Linked DNA regions of Bombyx mori: region 2 is linked to region 1. The links are chromatin contacts, called in public Hi-C maps. All regions are on one chromosome and are shown on one strand. Each heading gives the region's core, a stretch centred on a gene start, on an enhancer-like site or on the middle of the called end of the contact. The rest is flanking DNA. Distances are from core to core; before and after follow the strand shown.

Region 1 (6,851 bases), core at 3,125-5,624:
AATAAATAAATAAAAAAGTATATTATATATATAAAATTTGACGTGTATATTTATGTTCCCTATAGATCCCAATGATAGAACTATTTTGAGAAAATTTACAGAATATCTTCAAATTGGCTTAGTCTGTAGGTGGTGCTTTAAATTTTGGTACTGATCTGATGAAACTCGATCCAAAGATTGGACAGCAAGGGAGCTAGGCTTGACTAGTCCTAATTAAAATACTTAAAATATTTTGAAAGATGTATTCTATTGAAAGATCTTCTCTATCTATCTATTGCAAGATTCTAGATTTTACCTATAAGATTTATTGAAAGATATATATAATATAAGCAAAATTTAATTAACAATTCTCATTTCTAAAAATTGTACCTACAAATATTTCACAAAAAGAGTAATTAGAATGTGCAGCAGAAAGTTTTTCATTTATAAATTATTAATTTTTAAAATATAATCTACATGTATTGGTCTTATTGGTCTCTAGACTATGAAAACATTTATAATTATAATTTGCATTCCCATCTCTTTGTATGCACATATCAATCAGTTCCGAGGCTTCACATTCCTAGACTAGATTCTGTACTCAGCACATGAAAGAACAGAAACATTGCTAACTAGCTAACCTAACACTTCACTTTTATAAAAATATTATAATTTTACATAAACTCACTCTGTATGGTTCTATCATTTGCTGGGAAAACACTCCCTTCTCATAGAGAGCCATCACCATAGAATCTAAGTCTGTGCCCTCCACCAGAGATGAGAAATTTCTCTGGATTGCTTTCTTGTGCTCCTCTTGCATATTGCATTAAATTTGTTGGATTTAACTTTATGTTTGAGTTACAGATGAAAATGGGGAAGGAAGACAGCCACATTTAAATTATTAACAATTAATTACAATTTAATTTACTACATTCCAAATAGGCTTAAATTTTTATCATATTCTTTCAAGGATATGTGTGTCCGGCATAGCTTCTAGTTATGAGGACTGGAATGTTCCCGTTCTTAGGACAATATTTTGATTAGGTCACAACTGCAGGAACCTTTTTGTAATATTATCAGGATGACACAATTCACAAACACAATTCTGCACGTCCGAACAGCTCAAATAAATTAAGTGTATAATCTATGGTAGGTGGTATGGTGGTACCGGTAAAATGGGGCGTTTAGGGATTGAGAGGCGAATCGGGAAAAAACCGGGAAAATCTTTCGACGCTCAATATAAGTTTTATATTCGTTGCAAAATCTTCCATTTTTTGTAGTTTAATAGTAGAATGTTGAAAGTTCACAAAATAACTCTGAATATGCACGATAATAGCTGCTAACTTATAAAAAATCGCGTTTCAAATTAACTTCCTGTGGTGGTAATTATTTTAGTGCTAGAAACTTTGCTCTCTTTTATTTATTTGATAATAATAGAAGACGACTATGATTTATAAACGTTATTTAGTGTTTGAACCAGCATATATATTAAAGGTAAGTCTCAGTTGTTATTGGTTTTAATGTATTTGATTAAATAAAAATACATGTAAAAATCTGTTGTTTTTGGGGATATTAGGGACGTCTTAGGTACAAATAACAACGAAAAAGGGGTCAATTGGGATGAGAATACGTGAAATGGAAACGACCTAAGTATAAATAGGTACAGGTTTGTAGGGTTGTCTATGTAGTTATAACAATATTTTTTTAAATTTGTTGTTAAAAATCTGGTTTATTCGAAGCGAAATTGGGAATAAGTCTTTAGTTGAAATAGATAAGCAATTTAATATAAGTAAGCCGATTTTGCAGAGACATGTAACAAGATCAATGAAATCTCAAGGTGGACAAAAATGTCTAAGTTATACTTAATAAAATATTAAATATTTGTTCAGAGTGGGGGTATTCATCTGATTAATCCATGGAATAACCGACACACCTAATCTCTTAACCCAGATAGAAATATCAGCACTGTCGATTGCACCTATAATTGAGGTGATGTCTGCCATGTACTTTTGTCAGTTTTTAAATTTTTTTTATTGATGATCACTTTGTTGGTGCAACTAAATAAATAAATTAATTAAAACTATATATAAAAATAAAAGTAGTGCCAACCCTAGCAAATTTCTCATTTCATCCCAATTAACCGCAATTTTCGGGTAAATAGGGATTACACCTATTTTTGCATTTTTTGCTTAAACTGGAATGCTAGTTGCTTATTTTTAAATTGGACAACAAAGATGCCCCCAAGACTCAATCATTTTGATCCTGATATAGCATTATATACATCAACAACTACCTTAAAATTGCTCATAAAGTTGGAATTTATCCCTAATCGCCCCATTTTACGGTACTTTAACTGGACTTTTTGGCGGGAACGCGAGGAGTGAAGTTGTGTGATTTGTTTTATTTTGTCTATTTAGTGTTTCTTCGGGTTTAAATGTGTAATAATGGTGGTTTATTAACTGTTTAATATCTGTGAAAGTGCACAAATGTGGGAAAATGAAACAAAGCTGCTGGACGTAACTTCTCGGGTTCCTTCAAAAAGTCCACTGAAAAAATCTCAGTAAATGACCACCATTTTACTGCGATTATATTTCATCCCATATCATTTCATTTCATTAAATTTCATCCCAGTTGATTAATGTCTCAAATTAATCATCTTCATTTCATTTCACTCCATATTATCATTTTTCATAAAATTAAGAATATAAAGTAAAATAAGACATGACTTAAAAGTCTCAGTTACCAGGTCATAAAATCTCTAAAAAAAAAATGGTACTTTAACTGGACTTTTGGCGCGAACGCGAGGTGTGAAGTTGTGTGATTTGTCTTATTTTGTCTATTTAGTGTTTCTTCAGGATTAAATGTGTATTAACGGTGGTTTATTAACTGCTTAATATCTGTGAAAGCCCTCTACCAAAAAAAAAAAAAGGTAATGACAGATGCGGAAGCTTTTTTTACATAATTTCCAATGGTTCCATTTTAGCGCTTTTTTTTCGGGCCGGCGCCGCGGCGGCCGAACCTCCCACGAGGTACCCGCGCCTATGGGGCGCGCGGGGTATGTGGGACTGGTCCGCGACTGTAAGACCGCGGGGCCAGGGATGTTTTCATTGCCCTGCCCACTAAACGATCCCCTGCACTAATCCCCTCTGAGGTCAGAACACGGAAAAGGTAAGGGGCTTACCGCGGTCAACACTACAACCAAACGGCACAGCTCACCCCAATGACGCTCGGCCGACGGAGCCTTCGATTCGTCTCGAAGGCTCTGAAACGTCAGCCGTCTCGATACGGCAGCCCGTCAGGCCGCCTAGACACTGCCACTGGTGTCCCGGAATGCCCCGCTAGACCAGAACCAGCCTGCTGGGTCGGTAGGCGATACACCACCCACCGGTTGCTCTTTTTTATCTCGAAAATATTTTTCCTTGGCGACGCGCTAGAAATGCTCTCGACCCGCTCAGGTAACCCCTTGACCTTCACCGGGGGAAGCCGCCACCTACAGTGGCCGGGATGTGCGAGCGTAATCTCTCCTCCGGCCCCCTGTTCGACGGCAACGGATCGGTGCGGAAAGGGAAGAGCTCTCCGCTACCTCCTTCTGCGATATGGTGGACTCGCAGAAGTCTAGCATCGCCTTCCAGGTCAGCGCTGTTGTAGTTTTTTTTATTTTATTAATTTACTTATTTGTCCTTATTTCTGTCAATTAAGGAGTATCCCCAAAATCTTCCACGAGTATTGGGATGCTTCTGATCGACGTTTGGATCGGTATCCTGTAAAAGTAACTTCTTTAGAGGGTAAAGTCAAATCGACGTCCAAAATACTGGTAGTCTTAAACAGAGTGAAGCGGTGCTTCACGCCTGATCAAAGACTTTTGCTTTATAGCCTCACCTTTGGGCCCCAAATACCAGCTACTGCCATTTGACTTCATACAAAAGAGGACTTCGATTTGTCGATAATCCCATTCTCACTCACGAATCATTTGGAATCTTTAGGTCTGCGGAGATCCATCTAACTCTCAGTAACTCCTCGCCATTCTACGCAGAAGCTCCTCATTTCCGGTCATCCAACATCTACGATGCCATGCTACTTCACTTCCTTTAATTTCATTTTCCTACATTTAATTATCGGTATTCGTTTTGATTACAAAAGATTAGGCTGTATGAGCTAAGTTATGTTTTTTGTTAGCCAATAAAATATTTTTCCAGTGTATTCCATAGATAATACAGATAATGATATTAAGTGTATAATATATGGCTGTAGGCTCCTACCTACTTGTTCTTGGCCTAAAGATCTAGATACCAGGCCATAAACTCCAAAAAAAAACCTACCTATTCTCCGTGGACTTTTTGGCGGGAACGTGAGGAGTGAAGTTGTGTGATTTGTTTTATGTCTGTTTAATATCTGTGAAAGTGCACAAATGTGGAAAAATAAAATAAAACCGCTTGACGTTACTTCTCGGGATCCTCTAAAAAGTCCACTGAAAAAATCGCAGTAAATAACCACCATTTTACTGAGATTATATTCATTTGAGATTATATCTCATCTCATTTCATTTAATTTCATCCCAGTTGATTAATATCTCAAATTAATCATCTTCACTTCATTTCATTTCACTTCAAATTATAATTTTTTATAAAAATAAGAATATAAATTAAAACAAGAGGTGACTTAAGGGTGTTAGTTACCAGGTCATAAAATCCCAAAAAAAACTTATTCTCTGCTGTTACAGCTTGCGGTTTTTTGACATTTCGCAAAGAAATTGGGTGTCCGAAAATTATTACGACGATTGTATCAATATATTATACACTTATTATATTCGAGAAATTGTATGCTTTTCTCCGCTAAAATACTAGTTTGTTGTTCAATTGCTTAAGTGTAAATTTTTGTTCAGGATGAAGATCACACTTTTATCAGTTGTAATATTTTGTGCAGTTGTCGCTTTATCTTCGGAATATGAATTATCGGACATTGTATCCGCCCGAATTGAGGTTTATAATATTTATCTATTATTTTCAAATTTATTGAAACTAACTAGAAATTTAAGCACCTACATGTGATTCTATGTTTTCAGAGTTGTCGAGGGTGCTCATTGAATCGTCTTCCAGAAGTAAAACGATTTGTGATGGATGATGCTCCTAACTACGATCGTGTCGAAGTGAAATTCATTTCTGGCGCACCACCAGAGCTAGTCCTCCTCGGAGAGGGAGACCATGAGCTCGAGAGACTACCTTTATCTCATCTCAATCAGGAACAGTGCAATGAACTTATACAGAGCAAAGGATTCTCGAATAATAAAAAATCTGACTTATAAACTACTTAGTGTATACGGTACTGTACATTCCACTCATAGAAATAGGTACTTATGTTTTATACAAATGTCACAAATATTAAACAACAATTGTACTTCGGTGGTGACTTGAATAAAATTATAAATATTATTTTGATATATTTATTTTTCTCTATCCTTATGGCTTCCTCTTCATTGTTTATATTTACTTTTAATTTGGTTTGTATGTTATTCTTCACATTATTAAAGTGCAAGTAATCAGTAATGAATACTGAGAATTGAGCTACTGTTAGTCGTCTCCAGGTTTTCTGTGTTACTTTTGTTATTTTATAAAATTAACCTCTCAATTATGCCTACTATACTGTCCTATGTCAAGATCCAGTACTCCCAAGACTAGATAATGAAAAGTTTGTGGCCTGTTATAAAAAAGTAAAAAAAGAAAACTATGATGACTACATGCAATGGAGAATAAACTGCCCTTTTATGAAAAGTTAGTCATAGATCAAATATGTTTAATAATTAGTCAGATAATATTATGGTGTGTACTACGTTTTGTCAAATTATATAAAAAAAGGGTGCGTGTACATATGTACGCGCGTAAGAAGTTATACTTTATTTTTATTAAATTTATTTCGTTTTTTTATATTTAATTTTTAATCAATTTGAAAAAAAATCGATTAAACAACATCCTCAAACACGCATATTGGACATCCCTTTTCTTGACGTCGTATAAATTCGGTAATTCTCGGTACGGTTCGGAAAGTTCACCTGCGGCTATATTCAGTCTCGCCAAGTTACGTCGGTCGTATTGTAATGAGCGATTTAGTGGGCAACTTCATTCTGTTAATTTTGTGTCACGGTACGCGCGCATCGTAAAATTTCACTCTCATCAATTTTTCATAACGCGCCTAAAGACGTATAACTTCAATAAGAATTAATTTAAGCACTAAAATTTAGCTAAGGACCCTTTATCTTTTTTGGTTTGTTTTATGTGTATTTTGTTTTCCATCATGTCTGTACCCAATACTCGAGGTGTATTTTACAATAAATAACACATTTTTATTGTATAAATAATTAAATTCGTCTATTATTATAGGCTTAAGTAAATGTTAATTAATTTATACCAAGAGGACAAATCCAGTAACTATTTTGTAACAGGTAGGTCATGAGCTTGTTCATTAAAAAAAAATAATTAAAAGGTATTGATTTTTTTAATACGAAACCTATTTAATTAGACAATTATTTTATTACATTAGTTCATTAAAATATGATGCCTGCGCTCAGGTGATGAGCGTACAGTCCAGGTCCTCATCTCGTCCGTCGGGTTGAGGTCGACGCAATACTCTCGCTACTACATCAGACAGAGCTTCACGGGCGCCTTCCTCCAGGAACGACACGCATCGCTGTAACCATGCACATTTGTAGTTTACATTCTGGATATACCTAACACCGTACTTTCGAAACTATCAGAAGTGATCAGCATCATGTGGCTGAAGTAGATGCAGAGCCTCCGTTTATAAATTATATAATAATATAGAAACTGGCGAAATACAGGTTTTCTCTATGAGTACACGGGTAAGCCAACTTTCATGTG
Region 2 (6,851 bases), core at 2,717-5,216, 63 kb before region 1:
GGTTGAATTTGAAAATCCCGCTGTGTCCCCTCACCTTAAGCCTGGCCTGCATGATGACGCGGCGCAACAGACTGAACTCTGCGGCGAAGGTCTGCAGCTCGTGCACGAACCTCTTGGTGTGCACGTACGTGACCGCGCCCAGCTCCACGCTGAGGCTGGAGTCGTGGCCCGCCTGCGCAGCCTCCGCGCCGCTCAGCCTGCGGGCGCAGTCACCAGTTAGCTTCGTGCTACTGTTCCCTGCGCGCGAGGTCAGCTCCCGGACACGAATACACACTTAAGGCTTCGTCAAACAGAACGCGTACTTAGCGCGCGTCAAAGCGCTACGCTATGACGCCGAGATGTGATGTACTACTGTGGTAACATACCGTCAAACAGAGCGCCAGCGCTATAATAGCGCGGCGTTAGTTTAGCGCTCTGACGCGCGCTAAGTACGCGTTCTGTTTGACGAAGGCTTTAATAGGTATAGGGTTGCCGTTACCGCCCCTCGTGTTACTGGGGGACGGGACCTTCCCATTGTTGTCCCGAAATATAATGAAGTGCGGCAGAGGTACCTGCGGTAGTGGAAGGAGAGGGCCGGCGTGGCGTGGGTCCGCAGCCGATTCCTCCAGAGCGGCGCATGAGGCGTGAGGTCCTGCAGACAGAGCGCGGCGAGGCGCCCCCGCAGCTGGCGCGTGAGGCCGGTGGCGGTGGCCTGCAGCCTCACGCGGCACAGCAGCGCACGACACGTCTCCCCGCGCCCCCCCACCACCACCACGGACAGCGACCTCACGGACACGTCCGTCTGTGAGACCGTGCCCGCCGCGCTCTCCGACTCCACTGGGAGACAATTCATTTGTTATCATCTTATTGCCCCGTTATGTCTGATACTGAATACTTTATTGTGTTATAGTACAAAAGATAATCGTTGCTCCATGGTGGTACTTGTCTGTGCGTAGTTCTCGTGCACCTGTAGCGACTAACATTGAAGTATCATGAAAGAGCAATAGATAGTGGTGGTGTCGCGCATTGCTGTGTCGGATCTCACCGGTCTGCGGGTCGTCCTGTGGCGGCCCCGGCGGCGGGTCGTCGTCTCCCGCGATGCCGAAGAAGTCGAGGACGGCCACCCAACTGTCGATGTTGATGACCAGGTTGAGACTGTTGAATTCCACCGTTGTCAGCTTAGATACCTGTGGCGGAGGGAAATTTACAATGTTTTTACGGTCCTACGACTTAAGTGCGTGTTCGTCAAATTAATTAGTGGTCATGGAATTTGCCTTCTGATATTTGGTTTCGAACTCTGGATGCTCGGGGTCCGTGGTGTGCACGGACACGCAGACCAGGTTGTCGTCGTCGGACGACGGAGAGTCGTCAAACTGCGCGTCGTCTTCTGTATCTCCCTCTCCTTCGGGCGAACAAGGAGGCGTGGCTCCACATTTATTTTCCTGCTTCTTTGCCTTGTCTTTTTCCTACAAGAAAATGTTTGTTGAAACATTATATAAACCTAAACTAAAACGAATCTACCAGTTCACGGAGCTAACTGCGTGTCCCATACTTGTGAGCACTCTAGTAGTGATGTTCGTCGACACAAAAACAAACAAACAAATCGAAACCTGACATTCAAATACTCGCAGTCACCCAGCTCTCCACGATACCGACACTGTCCGTTTTCTATTTTGATGTTTTGAGAAATATTTATGAATTTTATGTTGTCAAAAGTCTTGAGCGCTGCTGTGTGTATGTTCGCACTACATGCGCTCGTGTCGACGTACCGGGGACTGGTCGAGCGTGGTCCCCGGGGACAGCGAGCGGGGGCGCGGGGCGCGCGGCGTGCGGGGCGGGGCGGGCGCGGGGGGCACGGAGCGGGCGCGCGTGCGGGGGCCGGGGGGCGCGCGTCCCACGTGTGACTGCAACAGCAGGCGATGCCTCGGGTCCCGCCCCGCTACCAAGTCCTCCATGCGGACACCTTGCAGGCGGACCTAGATAATTACATTTTATTTAAGTAAATATTAGTTTTTTTCTATTAAACAAATATCACATTCCTATTTTTGACAAAAATAATCCCATGAATTTCAATATGACATTGCTTATTTTATTCCCAAAGCAAAAACAAAATATTACTTATTCATAATAGCGACGTTCGTACGTCGCAATTAATTGGATACGAATGAATACGAATACGTTGGATGCGTACACTATACGCACACCAACAAAAACTAGTACACCAAAGCTTCCGGAAACAGCTTCGCCTTTAGTTATAGAGCGATGTATCGGCGCCACTCGGCTGTCTCCTTACACTGGCAGTGACGTCATATGCCATTCTATGTAACCTTAGTATTTGATACAGATCTAGTGAGTACAGGCGCACCTGCAGCGCGGTGTGGTGCGGGCGCGCGCGGCGGTAGTGCAGCGCGAGCTGCTGCACGGACAGCTCCACCAGGCTGCGCTCCCCCTCCCCCACGTCGGCGCGCAGCCGCACGCTCAGCGCCGGCACCTCCGCGCGGACTGCACCACCACGGGACACATATATTTATTTGTTTAAACACAAGACATGTTCGCTTTTAGACATTTTCTTATTTTATGATGACTCCTTTTCTGATTATTCGTCCACTGACTCAATGAAAGCTGAGACGCACGTGGGCGACTTATTTTATTTAGGAAAGTTATGTTTAAGAATGAACGTCGGGCTGGTATTTTAATAAACATATTCGATAAAATTTACGAATTAACAATAGTGCGAAATCTCCAAAAGCGAAGATTTTACGGTCCCTGTAACTTCGTTATCCAGGTTCGACTGTTTAATAAACAAATAATTTTGATGAATGAAAATGAAAAAAAAAGGTTGAATCGCATGAAGTAATCACCGATGAGCGGGATGAAGTGCGGTGCGGGCGGCGCGCTGGCGGGGCGCGGCACGGCCAGCACCGCCGCGCGCACCGCGGGGTCCAGCCGCAGCGTAGGGACCGCGCCCTCCACCACCGACCCGCCCTGTGCAACAATACAAAAATAAATCACCATCTGTTTTGTTCCGTTGAACGCAATACCCTTCGAGAGCCGACGGCTGGCATGCTGCTAACCAGAGATGAACACAAACTATTTTTTAACTATTATTTAAATATGTAGTTTGTACACACTAGATGCTTGTACCCACCCTACAGCAACCTAAGATTTATTTGGTAAGTTAAAACTAATTATAAAACGAAGTATGAAAGCTGGGTCGCTCACGTCGTGCAGTCCGTGCGCGGGGGGCTGGTGCGAGGGCGCGGGGGGCGGCGCGGGGGGCGGCGCGGGGGGCCCGGCCGCGGAGGACAGCGCCTGCAGCAGCTGCTCGTACTGCTCGCGACAGGCGGACAGCTGCAGCCCCTCCACTATTTTCCCGGTCACTTCACACTGCACACAGACACAATACCTCAATTGTCTATAGCGATATTCCGCTAGTTAAGGTGCCGTCAGCTGTACGAGCCTTTAATTCTATTGTGAAGAATTAAAACATGCTAACACGAAGAATATCGCGAGCCTTTTGCTCAGGGCGATGAAAATCACTCGCTGGTTTCGTGGATCACGGGCATGACTAATATGAGCTTCCACAGTCAGCGCAGAAATGATGTTTAAGAAGGTATTCCGAACGTGTTAATATGGAGGTGAGGTGCAGTCGACGCCAAGCGTGCAGTCAATTGGAGTAGATTTCGAAAAGCAAACAAGCTGGCAACGTCCTATGTGTTAATCAATTACCCGAGCCTGTACAGAACAGAGCACAAGCGGCAAGTGAGTGCCGCTACACGCCTATACGTGAGAACGAGAGTGAGACTGAAAAAAATTAAACTGATATTTTGTGGAGGCTGGACATTCGAGTAAGGTTGCGCTGCATCTGTACCTGGTAGACGACTTCCCCGTCGAGCTCCTTGTCGCAGTAGTCCAGGGTCAGCTGCAGCGCGGTGTCGTGCAGCACGGGCTTGCCGGCCGACACGTCGTACGTGTCCTCCATGCTCTCGGCGGTCAGCGGCCGGTGCTTCAGCTTCTCGGCCACGTCCAGCTGCCAACCAACCACACATCGCATCACACTCACGCCCGCGCGACACGGCGGGCAGTGGGCGCGGCTCCGTACCGTGGCCAGGGCGATGTCTCGCAGGCGCACGGTGTAGGCGGTGTGCGCGGGCGGGCCGGGCCGGTTGGCGAGGCTCATCCGGCCCAGGTGCGCCACCAGCACCGCGCTGCTCTCCGCCGACACCGGCACCACCACCACCGGCGACTCCAGCTCCACGCTCACGCTGCAACACTCCACGCCCTGTACTCCTGCACTCCTGCACTGCTCTCATATAGAATCTACACAATTACTGCTACTCTAACGTACTACTACGTACTATCAGAATCACTCTATTTATTACAAAATCGTCAACAAAATTTGAGTATTAATAATTAATATAATAGTACGAGATCTCGCTGCAGGTTGGTGTGCTCATCGACTTTTTTTTAAAACCAAATTTTTATGTTTATTTATAATTAAGAGAATATATATTTACTAGGGTGCCTATCAAAATTTGGAGCCATTATTTTTAATTAAATTATTTTTAATTGATTTTTGGTAAAGAATTTCGTTTATTTATTTTTTAAATAAAATAACGTTTACATCACGGTAATTAATATGAAGATTCTAAAAAATCACGGTTGCCGTTGCGCACCTGGCCGCACCTCTTTGCAGCCAGGTGTAAACAGGTATGATTTCGATAAATTTATACGTTTATAACCTATTTTCATTAATTATATGTGAAATTGAAGCTAATTTTTTTCTATTAATTATCATATAAAGTTGCTTAATTAAATCTGGCCGCAAATAAGGGTTACTGGCTGTTAAAGATAATAAATATTTAAGGTAGAGTGAAAGAGAGTTAGCGCGTAACATCATTTGTCAGACGAGGACAGCGATTGCCGGCTGTGCGACGCTTTTGCGCATGCGTCGAACGTTAGTGTTCTCAACCACCAGGGAGTAATAGAGACGACTTATAATAAATACTCCAAAAAATATGTAATTTTTTTCAAAATGACAAATTTCTAAATTGCAACAAAAAATTAATATTGATTTGATATATCGACGGTCTAGTTAGCAATTTGTCTAACTCCTTATTTTTTAGAGGGTGACTTTTTTTAACATTTTGATGAAGCAATAATCCAATTACAAATTATTTGAATGATTCAAACTAAAATATTATATCTCTATTAGATATTAATGATATTAAATGTTTTTTTAAAGCGTCGCAAAAGCGTCGCACAGCCGGCAATCGCTGTCCTCGTCTGACAAATGATGTTACGCGCTAACTCTCTTTCACTCTACCTTAAATATTTATTATCTTTAACAGCCAGTAACCCGTATTTGCGGCCAGATTTAATTAAGCAACTTTATATGATAATTAATAGAAAAAAATTAGCTTCAATTTCACATATAATTAATGAAAATAGGTTATAAACGTATAAATTTATCGAAATCATACCTGTTTACACCTGGCTGCAAAGAGGTGCGGCCAGGTGCGCAACGGCAACCGTGATTTTTTAGAATCTTCATATTAATTACAGTGATGTAGACGTTATTTTATTTAAAAGATAAATAAACGAAATTTTTTACCAAAAATCAATTAAAAATAATTTAATTAAAATAATGGCGGCCAAATTTTGATAGGCACCCTAGTAAATATAACTAGTCAGGTCATAAGTATTGTCACAGAGTAAAAACTTTTCTTTTAGAATGCTGGCCACAAAAAAGTTTATTGAATTCGAATTTCGAATTGTTCATGAAAATAAAAATGTAAACTTTTAGAATTTTACTCATTTTTAATTATGGAGTGGACGCTTAAAGAAGACCGTGTTGCAGTTATTGCGTTGCATCGTTGCGGTTACGCGCCAATTCAAATTTTTAACATACTGAAAAATTTGAATATAACCAAAAGATTCGTTTATCGTACCATCAAACGATACAATGAAGACTCTAGTGTAGATGACAGGTCAAGAAGTGGTCGCCCTCGGTCTGTTAGGACTCCAGCAGTGATAAAAGCTGTGAAGGCGCAAATTCAAATAAATCCCAAACGTAAGCAGAAACTGTTGGCCCTTCAGATGGGGTTAAGCAGAACCACGGTGAAAAGGGTGTTAAATGAAGACTTAGGGCTTCGGGCATATCGAAGAAAAACAGGACATCGTTTGAATGCTCGTCTAATGGACCTGAGACTGAAGAGATGCCGCGCTTTGTTGAAGCGGTACGCGGGAAAAAAATATCGGAAAATTCTTTTTTCGGATGAAAAAATTTTTACCGTAGAAGAGAGCTACAACAAACAAAATGATAAGGTGTACGCACACAGTAGTGAAGAAGCGAGCAACCGTATTCCGCGTGTCCAACGAGGTCATTTTCCATCCTCGCTCATGGTATGGTTGGGAGTTTCTTATTGGGGCTTAACAGAGGTACATTTTTGTGAGAAAGGTGTAAAAACGAATGCAGTTGTGTATCAAAATACAGTCCTGACGAACCTTGTGGAACCAGTTTCTCATACCATGTTCAATAACAGGCACTGGGTATTCCAACAAGATTCGGCGCCAGCTCATAGAGCGAAGAGCACACAAGACTGGCTGGCGGCGCGGGAAATCGACTTCATCCGGCACGAAGACTGGCCCTCCTCCAGTCCATATTTGAATCCGTTAGATTACAAGATATGGCAACACTTGGAGGAAAAGGCGTGCTCAAAGCCTCATCCCAATTTGCAGTCACTCAAGACATCCTTGATTAAGGCAGCCGCCGATATTGACATGGACCTCGTTCGTGCTGCGATAGACGACTGGCCGCGCAGATTGAAGGCCTGTATTCCAAATCACGGAGGTAATTTTGAATAAACTTT

What was found. Hi-C and Micro-C count contacts between places; a contact is called where the count stands out from the background.
Region 2: a contact with region 1 is called in a Hi-C map of whole pupa, with 8 times the contacts expected there. The contact joins the enhancer-like site here to the promoter of LOC101746272 in region 1. A contact is called at or near these places in 2 of 7 Hi-C or Micro-C datasets (both in whole pupa).

What each region holds. Positions count from the first base shown.
Region 1 is chr10:17,215,600-17,222,450 of ASM3026992v2, reverse strand. It overlaps LOC101746272 (selenoprotein M), which reads left to right and starts at 4,374. Exons shown (of 2, transcript XM_062670769.1): 1 at 4,374-4,958; 2 at 5,042-5,408. The coding sequence starts at 4,863. The coding sequence ends at 5,281. Nc (Nedd2-like caspase) reads right to left here and starts at 989. Exons shown (of 8, transcript NM_001195467.1): 1 at 668-989. The coding sequence starts at 799. LOC101735951 (stalled ribosome sensor GCN1) reads right to left here. Exons shown (of 39, transcript XM_038013250.2): 39 at 6,452-6,660. The coding sequence ends at 6,538.
Region 2 is chr10:17,277,961-17,284,811 of ASM3026992v2, reverse strand. LOC101735537 (intermembrane lipid transfer protein VPS13D) reads right to left here. Exons shown (of 72, transcript XM_038013239.2): 26 at 4,082-4,244; 27 at 3,851-4,009; 28 at 3,202-3,366; 29 at 2,841-2,964; 30 at 2,345-2,481; 31 at 1,749-1,955; 32 at 1,254-1,445; 33 at 1,025-1,166; 34 at 552-816; 35 at 35-197. Among protein-coding and RNA genes, the nearest start is that of LOC101735537, 17 kb to the right of the region's middle. Within about 2 kb of position 3,966, at least 3 of the 8 cell types and tissues checked have open chromatin away from gene starts, as enhancers often do.